Linked DNA regions of Mus musculus: regions 1 and 2 are each linked to region 3. A link is a contact called in public Hi-C and HiChIP or PLAC-seq data. All regions are on one chromosome and are shown on one strand. The core of a region is the stretch at or near the end of the contact, and the rest is flanking DNA. Distances in the headings are between cores, read along the strand shown. Region 1 overlaps Clec16a (C-type lectin domain family 16, member A). Region 2 overlaps Clec16a (C-type lectin domain family 16, member A). Region 3 overlaps Clec16a (C-type lectin domain family 16, member A).

Evidence for each region. Hi-C and Micro-C count contacts between places; a contact is called where the count stands out from the background. HiChIP or PLAC-seq counts read pairs in DNA pulled down with a chosen protein or histone mark.
Region 1: an H3K27ac HiChIP or PLAC-seq map of T-cell acute lymphoblastic leukemia shows a contact between it and region 3, with 4 times the contacts expected there. The contact joins two enhancer-like sites. A contact is called at or near these places in 2 of 15 datasets of contacts at CTCF or cohesin (both in embryonic stem cells), 19 of 484 Hi-C or Micro-C datasets (CD4 T cells, the HL-1 cell line, Sertoli cells and 6 more), 6 of 115 datasets of contacts at active chromatin or transcription factors (DN3 thymocytes, T-cell acute lymphoblastic leukemia, Th17 cells and 3 more) and 1 of 9 other capture datasets (embryonic stem cells).
Region 2: a contact with region 3 is called in a Hi-C map of regulatory T cells, with 2.1 times the contacts expected there. The contact joins two enhancer-like sites. A contact is called at or near these places in 2 of 15 datasets of contacts at CTCF or cohesin (both in embryonic stem cells), 21 of 484 Hi-C or Micro-C datasets (CD4 T cells, the HL-1 cell line, Sertoli cells and 6 more), 5 of 115 datasets of contacts at active chromatin or transcription factors (T-cell acute lymphoblastic leukemia, cardiomyocytes, double positive thymocytes and 1 more) and 1 of 9 other capture datasets (embryonic stem cells).

What each region holds. Positions count from the first base shown.
Region 1 is chr16:10,584,015-10,587,880 of GRCm38.p6, reverse strand. All of the region lies in intron 9 of Clec16a (C-type lectin domain family 16, member A), which reads right to left. Among named protein-coding and RNA genes, the nearest start is that of Clec16a, 41 kb to the right of the region's middle. Within about 2 kb of position 2,505, at least 64 of the 459 cell types and tissues checked have an H3K27ac peak or open chromatin away from gene starts, as enhancers often do. A contact at or near this core is called in T-cell acute lymphoblastic leukemia, Th1 cells, Th17 cells and 2 more, where this site is marked.
Region 2 is chr16:10,563,193-10,567,145 of GRCm38.p6, reverse strand. Clec16a (C-type lectin domain family 16, member A) reads right to left here. Exons shown (of 23, transcript NM_001204229.1): 3 at 3,876-3,953. Among named protein-coding and RNA genes, the nearest start is that of Clec16a, 20 kb to the right of the region's middle. Within about 2 kb of position 1,460, at least 35 of the 459 cell types and tissues checked have an H3K27ac peak or open chromatin away from gene starts, as enhancers often do. A contact at or near this core is called in T-cell acute lymphoblastic leukemia and regulatory T cells, where this site is marked.
Region 3 is chr16:10,739,505-10,743,367 of GRCm38.p6, reverse strand. Clec16a (C-type lectin domain family 16, member A) reads right to left here. Exons shown (of 23, transcript NM_001204229.1): 23 at 1-1,754. The coding sequence ends at 1,399. Among named protein-coding and RNA genes, the nearest start is that of Socs1, 44 kb to the left of the region's middle. Within about 2 kb of position 2,052, at least 66 of the 459 cell types and tissues checked have an H3K27ac peak or open chromatin away from gene starts, as enhancers often do. A contact at or near this core is called in T-cell acute lymphoblastic leukemia, Th1 cells, Th17 cells and 2 more, where this site is marked.

The DNA.
Region 1 (3,866 bases), core at 1,256-3,755, 160 kb after region 3:
CAAGCCTCTGGTGTCTTTGCTGTGACGGTTACTATAGTTAGCACTATTTCTCTCTCTTCCTATGAGGCAGGGTCTTAGATTTACTGGTCTATCTCCAGTGCCTAGAATGACGCCTGACACAGAGGAGACACCTACAGTTACTTTCTGAAAAAAATGATAAATACATTGAACCACACTAGAGTAACTCAAACATCTTGTTAAGAACTGCAAGCACCCAGAGAGGCCACTCTGGTAACAAAATCCAGAAAAGGCACAGCATACACATACCAGAAGTGATGAGTGTCTTGGGGGGGGGTCTATCCCTGTTGGACCAGGAACAGGGTCCTGGTCTTTAGTCCAAGATACCTTCAGCCTTGGTAGAGACTTCCTGTCTAGAGTCTCAATACAACAGGATTCCTTTTAGCTACCAAGCCCAACTTATGCCCAGGGTGAGTCCCTAAAGCTAATGCAATGCTGTCTTTCTTGACGTATGGGGCATGAGAACACTCCAGCATTTCCTTCAGCACTCAGATCCTCTTCTTACAGGATGTCCAGGAGCTGAGATTCCACAGTGGCTGCATAGAAAAGACTATTCTGAGACCCATTCTCTTGTGAGAATGCATGTGACTGAGTTAGTGATGGCCCTTGACTCTACAGGTCTGTTTGCTCCTTTTGGTATTCACAGCCCTCTCACTAAAACACGTGTGCCTTGGAGCTCCCATCCCAGCTGGAAGATAAACTCCTACCAAGGCATTCAGCAGGACACCCAAATCCCAGAGCAGCCCTGTGACAGAGCCAAGGGTCCCCGAGATGGTCTCTGACACTCTGAGCCAGCAAACACATGACCCAAAGAAGCCAGGCTCCTGTGGTCTCAGATGATGACTGTATACATCTTATCCTGGTAGGGTTTTCTGCTAAGCAGAGGAATGGCAGGAGCCATAAAGAGAAGTGTAAGTAACATACAGATGCACATGCACTCCCCAGAGAACCATTTGGGTACCTTCCCAACTGGCTCACCTGACACCTACAGATATAGTCAATGACTAATTCGGAGGGAAAAAGCTATTCTGTCTCTTAGCTGATATTCTGAACTCCCAGCCAGCCAGTCCTGGCACACATATGAGTGATAAAATATTTGCACCACCTAGAGGTGAAACCTGGTGGTTAAGTTGGAAAGCAGAGTGCAAGCTGAGGGTTTAGCTCACTGTCACCAATGGCAATGTCTACTCTAGTCTTAGCAGTCTCTGTCACTTGTTATTGCTGATGCTTCCTGCCCTCTTTATGCCCTTGCCTGCATCTGAAGTGCTTCCCCAAGCGCCTGCTGAATATAGTTCAGTTCCAACAACAGCGTGCCCACCCACGCACACTTATATAGGCCCCATATAGGGGATGAGGTTGTACAGCCTCACCTAACATTCCTGCACCAACTGGTGCTAGACCTAAGAACAAACACTACACATAGCAGAAGCCCTCCCTTCAAAGCCATGTTTGTTATTCTAGCTGTAGAAGCAATAAGACTGAGGCCTGGAGACGCAGACTAACTCAACCTGGGACACCTTGAGGCACTCACTGCTGCAGGTACCAGATGCAGAGTGTAACATGTGAACAGCACAAGAAACAGCATGCTGAGAGTCTTCACAACAAAGTCACAAGCACCTCATGACTGCTGTCCCTGGCCTTGCTGCCTCATTTATTCCAGCACTGAGTACCCTTGAACTCATGAGGGTAAAGCAGAAAGATGATAAACCTAAGACCAACTACCCCATGCGATACAGTAAGTTAAACATCAGCCTGGACTCCATTTCTGGTGTTACTCCGTCTTTCGGTAACCTAAAAAAACACCTACAGGTACCGAAGCACATCCCCAGTTCCAACCCATAATCACTTTGCAAACAATAGAAGAGGCTACCATATGAGTTGCCACTCTTGGGTATGTGTGGTAGTCCGAATGAGAATGCCCCCACTGTCTTATAGTTTTGAATGTTTAGTTCCCAGTTGAATGATTTAGGAAGAAATTAGCTGGTGTGGTCTTGCTGGAGGTGTGCACTGTGCTTCAAAGCCCACACCAGGCCTCCAACTTGTAGATAAGATGTAAGCTCTCAGCTCCTGCTCCAGCGTCATGCCTGCCTGCCTACCATATGATGGTAATGCACACAGGAATTTCAATTAGACATTTATCTGCCTATTCTGATCTGTGTTAAATTTAACCCTAAATTATAGCCCTTCAGTATAATTCTGTCTCTCCTCTGCTTCTCTCCAATTTTGGTTTGGGTTTGCAAGAGGTCTGCTGGTAAAAATGAAGCAATACCAGTAACTTATCTACAAATTACAGGAAGGAGAAAGTAGGGTAAAAAAGACCAAGAAGTTAAAACAAGTTTGATCAACCACATCCGAGCCAGGCAGGAAATAGTAGGAGACTGTTGTCACTCAGAGGGAAGGCAGGCAACTTGCACAGGACTACTGTTAAACAATTCACAACTGCCAGTTACCTTGGCAGCTAGTCTAGGATTTCCATCTACAGGCATCAGAAGGTGGGGCTTTGATCTAACACCTACAGAGAAACCAGCCTCTCAAGTGCCAGCTCCTTCTGTTCAGCCACTCATGCAACCAGTGGGTGTGTCTCCCACAGTGGAGGCTGGACCTCTGCCCCAAGAGGAGACCATGGGGAAAAAGGACAGACCTCCTGAGAGCCATCTGAGAGGTGGCCAGTTGCCATCTGCTCTGTGCTTTTGCTTAAGCTGCAAACCACAGCCTGTTTGTTGTGTCCTACTTGTGGTCAGGTACTGTAGTTCTGTAGGCATCCACATGGGATAAAACCAGGGACAATCTCTGTGTTATTTCTTACAGCTGCATGCAAATCTACAATTACCTCACTAAAAAATGTCCTTTAGAAGTCTGCAAGCTAGCAGATGAAGTAATAAAGAAAATGGGTAGACGTGAATGATTGCTGAATGCTTAGTCAGAATGGGACACTCACATCCTCCTCCTTCAAACTTCAAGGAACATCATGGAGAAGGTGGGAAATGTAAGAGCTAGAGGATGGAGTGGAGTGCTGTGGAAAACTGTGTCCCAAGCATGATGGGGCTGCTGCACTCTGAGCTCATAATTGCTGTGATGACGTGCATAAGACCTGACCTACCAATGTTGTGTCATGAAGTCAGGGAGCTCACGAGGCCGCACCCCTCCTGATGACATATTGTCTGTCAGTTAATGGTAGTTGGGAGGAGAGGTGCAGGCTCTGCTCTGTCTTCTGTGAGGACTTATTGGCAGTAATAGTTTCTGGGAAACAGAGAAACATTTTCTTTAGTTGTGTAGCTACTGGTAAGGTGCCCATGCTCTTGTGGGAAAACTCTGCTAATTAATGATGAAGTCCACCATGACTAGAGAGCCTCTGGGATCAGCAGAATATGGGAGACTCACTTCATTAGTGGATCTTCTCCTTTTCTAACCTTGTCTGGAAAATCCAAAACCCTCTCTCTGAGGAATGTTAGGTAGCCTTAGTTTGGTTACAGGTTTTGACAAAACCTGTTCAGCCAACACCTGAGATCCCTGAAATGCTTCCCCATGCTTAGGGTACCCTAAGCCCCCCAGCCAATCACCTCCGCCCATCCTGCATGTCCCTACCCTCAGCCCCCCTAACACTTTATAAGCCTTCAATCACCCTAAGTAATGTTGATCTGCCCCGAGGGTGGTTCCAGCGTAGTCACTCACTGTACGGACTCACAGGGCTTCCAGATCCCCAACCCCATCATCTCTGCTCCCTTTGCCCTGTGGATTGTATGGGCCGATGATCCTCGAGGGTGGGAGGACCCACATGCTCCTGTATAGAGCCCTACTGAAATTCCCTGGTCATTGGGAAAAATAAAAAAGGAAATGAAAGCAGCAGG
Region 2 (3,953 bases), core at 211-2,710, 180 kb after region 3:
GAAATTAGGACATCTCAGTAAGTTCTGTATTTATAGGCCAGTTGCTTCTGGGCCACAAATGGCACAAAAGCTAGCAGCTTAAGGTGTGTGAAGAAAGTCTGGCTACATTCTACACCTGAGACAGCCACAAGGTTCATCTGCTCCTCACAGGGGCTTTTTTAAGTCCTCTACAAGGTTCTGTGGGGGGTTAGGGATCAGTAAAGGGGCCCACTGTGTGGCTGGGATTTTTCTACTACCCCCTCACTGTGGCTGACATTCTGTGGTATTCTGTTATAATAAACCTGGGAGTCAGTAAGTAATCTCAGTCTCTTGGGCCTCTGTTACTTAGGTCACCAAACAAAGAGGCAACAGTAGCATCTGTGCAATGCCTCCCTGTAATAGCGTAATAGTGAGAACCTGGAAAGCACCTAGATGCCCACAGTCAGGTTCATTTAATAACAATATAGATCAGGGCGAGTCACATGCAGGAACAGCAGAGTGAGTAGGACGGCCTGCATGGCTGGGTGCAGGGTGGGAGGCTACAGGCACCTGACTGCACTTCTGTGACTATGTTATGCTGTTTTACAATGACTCCCCCACTAAAACTAAAAAGTAAAAATAAAAGCAGCAGGGCATATGGCATACATATACTGTGATGGTGGCACTCAGAGACTGAAGCAGAGCTGGGTGTTGTGGCCCATGCCTTTAATCCCAGCACTTTGGAAGCTGAGGCAGGAAGACTGAGAGTTTGAGGCCAAACTACACTACAAAGAGAACACTGCCTCAAAAGCTACTTTTAATAAACTGTCCTGAAAGCCAAAGGTGTGTGTCTGCTGGGCTTTGCAGGCAGCTCCCACACTGCTCCCACTTCCTTTTAGAGCCATGCACATGTCGGATCACTTTTGTATCGAATCTGAAATAGCACCAATGCAGAGGGCAGAGAGGGTCATCAGGAGCCATGTCTGGAGAAGTGGGGAGACTGGAATAAAGGTCACAAGAGCCCTGTGAGGCAGCTAAGTTCTCCATTACAGATTGGTGACCCGTGATGACAGCTAATGGCTCCGACCTAGAGGTCTGAAATCCTCAGACAGGAAGTTCTGAAAGGTGATGTACATGTCAGCTGCACAGCAGAGGCCACCTCAAAGGATTTACATCAGATCTTCAAGGTACTTCACCAAGAAGCTAAAACTTTCAAAGGACGTACTGTTAATCCTAGCCCTAAATGGATTTCAAAAGGGTCACCAAGATAAAACTCCAAAGACCCCATATTAAAGGTCAAGACTTTGGAATTGTCCCAATGGCCTCAGAACATTCCTGAGCCTGCACCTCAGAGCTGGATCTTCCCCTCTGAGCTCAGAAACCACACTTATTCCAGATCCAGCGAAACAGAAGCTGATAACAAGGGAAACCACACAGGGAGATGTGAATTAGCACCATCTGTGGTCAGGGGGAGGAGGAGGAGGGCTCTGTGGCTACAGCACCACCTAGTGGCCACTGCTAAGGTCACCACCACCCAGCAACTTGATTTGCCCCAAGAAGTCAGTACCTGCCTTTGCTCTGGGCGCTCCACCGTTTTTTCTCTTGCTTTCAAGAGCAGGACCTGCACTGTGCTGCATTTGGAGTAAGTAACTAGCACAGAATGAAATTAGGCTGGCTCAGTCCCAGCATAGATAAGGGTCTGGTAATGCTCTGCTGAAGGTCTGCCCTGGGGATTGCAGCCTCCCTCTACTCGGATGGACTATGACAACTAAGAGCAGCTCCAGAAAATGCCAGCACCACACTGAGGACCACTGAGTGTATTCTCCTGTGCTAAAATCTCTCCTCTACTCTGAATGTGCTGTACTGGTTACTTTGGGTCCATGACTCAAACTTTCTTGGAGTTATAACAAGAGCCTCCGTAGCCCCTGCCTCTCAGAAGAATAAATGGGGCTGAGGGTTGAACTGAGTTAAATTCTTGCTTGCTGGGCAACAAAACTGAAGCAGAGGCACCCCTAAGACCTCTCTGCCTTCTCCATTGCTCTTAGAAGTGCTGGCCTATGTACTCCTCAGTCATTAGATCTTTGAAATTGAACCATGCTGAGGGGATGGCAAGTCAATCAGCAGGAGTCCTTCATGGAACCCTACCACACTGAACTACCCTCAACATAGTCAAAAGCTGCACATGTCGTTTCCAGTGTGACTACATGTGATGACAGGGTAATTACGATTAAATGAGTTTGCAGGGTCAGGCTCCACCCCTGACAGAATTAGTGCCCCATGGAGTCAGAGAGACCAGAGGTTGAGCTCTCTGACTTCATTCTCTCACAGGCGGGGCCAGGTACTGTGAGAAGGTAGCTAAGGTCTAATGTGGCCCCAGGTTTCATGAGTCCTAACCTCTATTCCTGAAATGAGGCCACGTTAGGAAGTAAGGCTTATGAGTGGTATTTAGGTGATGGAGTGAAGCTGTCATGAGTGGGTTAATATCTTTCTCACTGTGAATTTCTCCTCTCCTGGCCCTTGACGAGTTAGTTACCTTAAGAGCAAGTTCCTGCAAGCTGACAAGAGAGCTCAGAAAGTAAAGGCTCTTGCCACCAATGCCGAACTCCACCGACAAAAGGAGAACGGTTACCTCTCTTCCACTGTCACGTGCACTCTGCAGTGTGGCCGTGTGCACACACTCACATCTCTTCCACTGCCACGTGCACTCTGCAGTGTGGCCGTGCGCACACACTCACATCTCTTCCACTGTCACGTGCACTCTGCAGTGTGGCCGTGCGCACACACTCACATCTCTTCCACTGTCACGTGCACTCTGCAGTGTGGCCGTGCGCACACACTCACATCTCTTCCACTGCCACGTGCACTCTGCAGTGTGGCCGTGCGCACACACTCACATCTCTTCCACTGTCACGTGCACTCTGCAGTGTGGCCGTGCGCACACACTCACATCTCTTCCACTGTCACGTGCACTCTGCAGTGTGGCCGTGCGCACACACTCACATCTCTTCCACTGCCACGTGCACTCTGCAGTGTGGCCGTGTGCACACACTCACATCTCTTCCACTGCCACGTGCACTCTGCAGTGTGGCCGTGTGCACACACTCACATCTCTTCCACTGCCACGTGCACTCTGCAGTGTGGCCGTGTGCACACACTCACATGCAGAGAAGCACGCAAAGAGGTAAATGCAACACAAATTTTAAAGAAACACTTGAAGCATTGCAATGGGGATTACCTGCTCTGTAAAGCTCACAGATTAAAAGAAATCAGGTTACCATGCGCTTACTGAGCAAATATATGGTTTCTTTTACACAGCCTTTTTGACTGTGAGTTGAAGCAGCAGAAGGTTCTCACAAGGCATGGATACCTAATTTTGAACTTCTTGGCCTTCTAAATCTTAAGCCAAAATAAAGCTCATTTCTTTAAATGACCTAGTTTCTCAGAGCTTAAGAGATGACTTGGTGGTTAAGAGCACCAGCTGCTCTTTGAGAGGACCTGGGTTGGATTCCCAGAACCCACATGATGGCTCATAATCATCTTTAATTCTAGTTCCAGGGTATCCAATACCCTCAGCAGGCATTAGACACTCACATGGATTATAGATATATGTGCAGGCAAAACACCCATGCACATAAGAAATAAAAGATATTTTTAATTACTTAGTCTCAGTGAATTTGTTACAGTAAAAGAAAACAGACTCAGACAGCAGCTGTCTATAAACTAAAAAGAAATCCCCACCAGAAACCAGCCCTGACCTCAGCTTCAAAGTGGATATCCGTCTTCCAGAATAGTGGGCAAACACACGCCACTAAGCCTATTGGGATAAAGCCTGGGCAGACTAAAATGAGTGGGACGCAGACACATGGAACCATCCGACACTGAGCAGTACACAGGCAAACGGCAAGGAGTGTCCTTACAGAGCGATGTCTCGTGGCTGATGTTCTCAAAGAGAATGTTCAAGGTCTGTAGCAGCTGCACACACACATAACGGCCTG
Region 3 (3,863 bases), core at 803-3,302:
CACTGGAGCACTTTTAAAGACCAGAGAAGCCAGTCCACATGGGTTCCACTACCTTCCTAGGGAGCACTGCTTTCTCTTGGAAAACTGAGCATTGGGGCCTGCAGGGAAGTTAGCTTAGCAGAGTGTCAGGGTCTAATGATGAGCAGATGGTAATGTATGGGGTACCCTTGTGGCTCGCCTTTGGTGGGTACTGAAACTGGGTGAGGCCAGATCTGTAGGAAGCCATAGAGGGCCTCGCCACGGAGCCTGGAGTAGTGACCTGGCTGGCCAGTTCAGAGGAGGGAGGGGCTGATGGCACAGATCTGTTCCTTGCTGGCACATGCCTACAACTATGGGGTTTTCATACTGCGTGGAAGCAGCAAAGGGTGGGGCAGGAGGGAGGGGGAGGAGGGAGGGGGAGGAGGGAGGGGGAGGGTGGGATTCTGCTTTTGGTCACCTGTTTTGCAGCTGGGCCCCAGTTGGGCATCCACTTGCATCTTGGGAAGCAGATTATATCTGAGGATGACTTTCTGTGCCTTAAATCCTTTGATTTCTGTCACGGACACTGGCTAATGGGTCTTTCTTGGATGAAGAGAGAAGGGAGCGTGCCTGCTCGGAGCAGCGTCTGTGTGGTGTCCTGAGCAGGGAACAGACGTCATCCAGGTCACGCGAGAGCAGAGGCTTGGCCTTCTCACCCATGTGACCTGAGCGGACTCAGGTCTCTCTCATCTTGTTCAGAAGTACCTCAGTGTTTCAGGGAGAGACATCATCACCCCACAGGCTTGTAGAGTTGGGGACAGAGAAAGAAGAATCACTCAGGAAAACAGAGGAAGTGACAGCCACAACTTCAGAATAAAAACATGGAAAAGTTCTAAGGACAGAGAACCTTAACAGCTGACACTTCTAATGAGACTCCGAGCCTTATGGTTGAGGGCTTTTTCTTTTTGCCCCTCCTCCAAAATAGATTCTTTTAAAATAAATCTCTTCATTTGTTGCCAAAACCAGAAATAACTAGCTCGAGGAGATGCTTATCTAGGTTTGCTTCTCCACAGGTTTCTACCCAGAGTAACCTTGTCCACTTCTGTGCACACTGGGAGGGAAGACAAAGGAGCTGCCCAAAGGACGGTGCCAGTGGGTCCTGCCCCCTGCGGCTGTCAGGATCAGGGGCAGGGCCCCAGACCCCTCTGAGGTGGCCAATGCCATCGTCTCTACACAGGAGGCCGTTTCTAGGATCCCAGCCTGCTCAGCGAGAGGTCAGAGCAAATGAGTGCTTGGTGGTTGTCTTGTAGGGAGAGGTATGAGGGGCAGTTTTCAGGGCCACGGAGAATTGTGGGTGCTCCCAGTGTGTCTTGCTGTCACAAAATGCATGGGGGGTCCCTACCAGCGGGCCGCACACACAAAGGGAGAGCTCTGGCGCACTCAGTGCTCTGTGGGTTCCGCAGGCTCTGGGTTTACAGCACCCTCAGCTGGGGTCTCCGTATCTGCTGCAGGCAGTGTGGGGAGCTGGGAGATGCCAGAGAGGGCTCGGAGGCTGTGGGGATCGACCGGGGGGACAATGGTCAGTGACTCGACACTCAGTGTGTCAGCAGTGTCCTCGTAGAGCAAGGAGATGGTGGGCTGCTGGGCGGGAAGGAGGCTAGGGGACAGGTGCATTGTCTCCCCCTCAGAGCTCCTGGCCGATGAGTTCTTGCTGGGCTTGGAGTTGACATCCATTTCATTCCCAATCACTGACTGGTCTAGGTGAGGCTGAGGCTGTTCTGGAGTCGTGGGGGCATCTAGGTGGGAAGGAAAACAGAGATACTCTCAGCTCCAGTGACACTGTACTCAGCTGGCACCTGCCACTCCTGCACTGCACCAGGGTGGAAAACTCTGTGGGGAGACTGCTAATATTAGGGGCATGCCTGTTCCACCAACTCCTTGATGGGACCCAGAAGCTCCTAGCTTCATCTAACTTAGGCCTAGGGATAGTGTGTTAGGATCTTGGGTACCTGACTTGTGAAAACTCAGGCCTTGTCTGAAATCAACACCTGAATACTGAAAGTGAAACCTGGTCTGGGCAGGCTCTGTGTGCAGGCAGAGAGTCTGGAGCATTGCCTAATGGTAAATACAGAAACTGAAAGCAAACAGGTTGGGGCGTCTCTACAATCCCAGGCTATTTCCAGAGCCTACATTTGGAGATATTTGCCAAGGAATCCAGTGTAACAGCTTTTTTTTTTTTTTTTTTTTTTTTTTTTTTTTTTTTTTAAAAGGTAGAATGTTCTAGTTTCTAAAATCTTGTACTGTTGTGAGCTTCCGCCTTCTGCAGGCACTAAGCTTGCACCCACCAAGCAGATGGGCTTGCCCAGGGCCACTACTGAGCTAGCCTCCACCCAATGTGGAATTTTTAGTATATGTGCTGCCAAAACGAGCACCCAGTGTAGAATTGTTGTTGTTGTTGTTTGTTTGGTTCTTTATTAAACCCTTGGAGACTGGATAGATGCAGGCCACTTGCTTTTCAATGATGCCAGCCAGGAATGTGTGGCATTCAAGGGAAGAGCCATTCAGCACTTCAGCCTGGGGACTTTAAGACCCCGAGAGGAGGTGCTAGGGATGTGGCTTGGCTACACGTTCATATCTGTATGGATTCTAGGGTTAACAGGCCTCCGAAGAAGATGGCAACTGTTCAGTCCTAGAGCTTCATGAGGGGATTTGGGGCAGATGGGATGTAGTTTTAGTTCAATGTTATTCTGGTGACTTCATTTTGTTTTCTAAAGCCAAAATAAAACAGAAAAGCAAACCAAACACAGAGCCAAAGGATGGAAGAACGAAGAACAGAATAAAAGCAGGCAACATGAGGAATGGTGGCAAGCAGGGGAGCCAAAGGGGAGGAAAGCGCATGCCGCTTGCTCGCTCGCTCGCTTGCTCAGCCAGCACGCCAGCACATGCTGCCGTGTGCCTTCCTTCTGGACTCTGGGAAGATGGAAGGGTCAGTCAGTTCCGTTCCTTCTAAGAGCTGTACTTTGGTTTTTGGACTGCTGGGGATGGAACCCAGGGCCTCAGGCACAATGCTAGCCAAATGTTTGCCCAGGAGCTCCTTTACCCAGTGTCCTTTCTTAACACAGGAAGGAGAGAGCAGGAGTCTAGAGAGAGCCACTTCCCATGGCTTTGGGCCCGCCCTTGCTTGGGGGCTGTGGGTGTCAGTGAGAACTGGTGCAAAAAGAGACAGAGGTGTCTGTTGTGCAGACTGCTGTGCTCACACCGCCGTCCCTCGCTGCTCACAGTCTCCGCTAACTACTGACTTGTCTCACTGTACGAGCCATGCTTGGGAGCTGGGCTGGCTTTAGTTCAGGTTCCTGTTGTGACCCTGTGTGAACCCTCCATGTCTAAGTGGCACTCAGCTGCTCAGTGACCTTTTTCAAAGTTTTGGGACAGGTCTGAGCCTGCCTGGGAAGGCCTCCACGAGAGGCTGTGACTAGGCAGCTTGGAAATGACCCCCGCTGCAAATGGAATTGTCCTGCTATTGGTGATGGGGACAGAAACGCTGCCTTCCTGGGTTCTTACCTCTTTCCTGGTTCTCTAGTGGGGCTTTTGCGGATGAGAATAATCATGAAGGCAGGGAGACCATGGTCAAACACACCTTCAAATCCATCAAAAAAGCAAAATAACCAACAATGCCACACAAATGGCTGCTTTAGAAAAGTAGCAACTTTTTGTTAAAAGGGCTGTTTTTTCCACTTTAAAAAATACCCCTAGTTATTTTAATAGAAAAAAAAAAAAAAGGAATGTCCTTTTGCTCCCACCTTCTACTGCTGTCTATACTGGAAATTATTTCCTGAAAATGGGCAGCAAATTTATCTAACCAAGGGGGCAAAGAAAGAGAAGCAGGGCAGGTTTCCCAAGGAAGG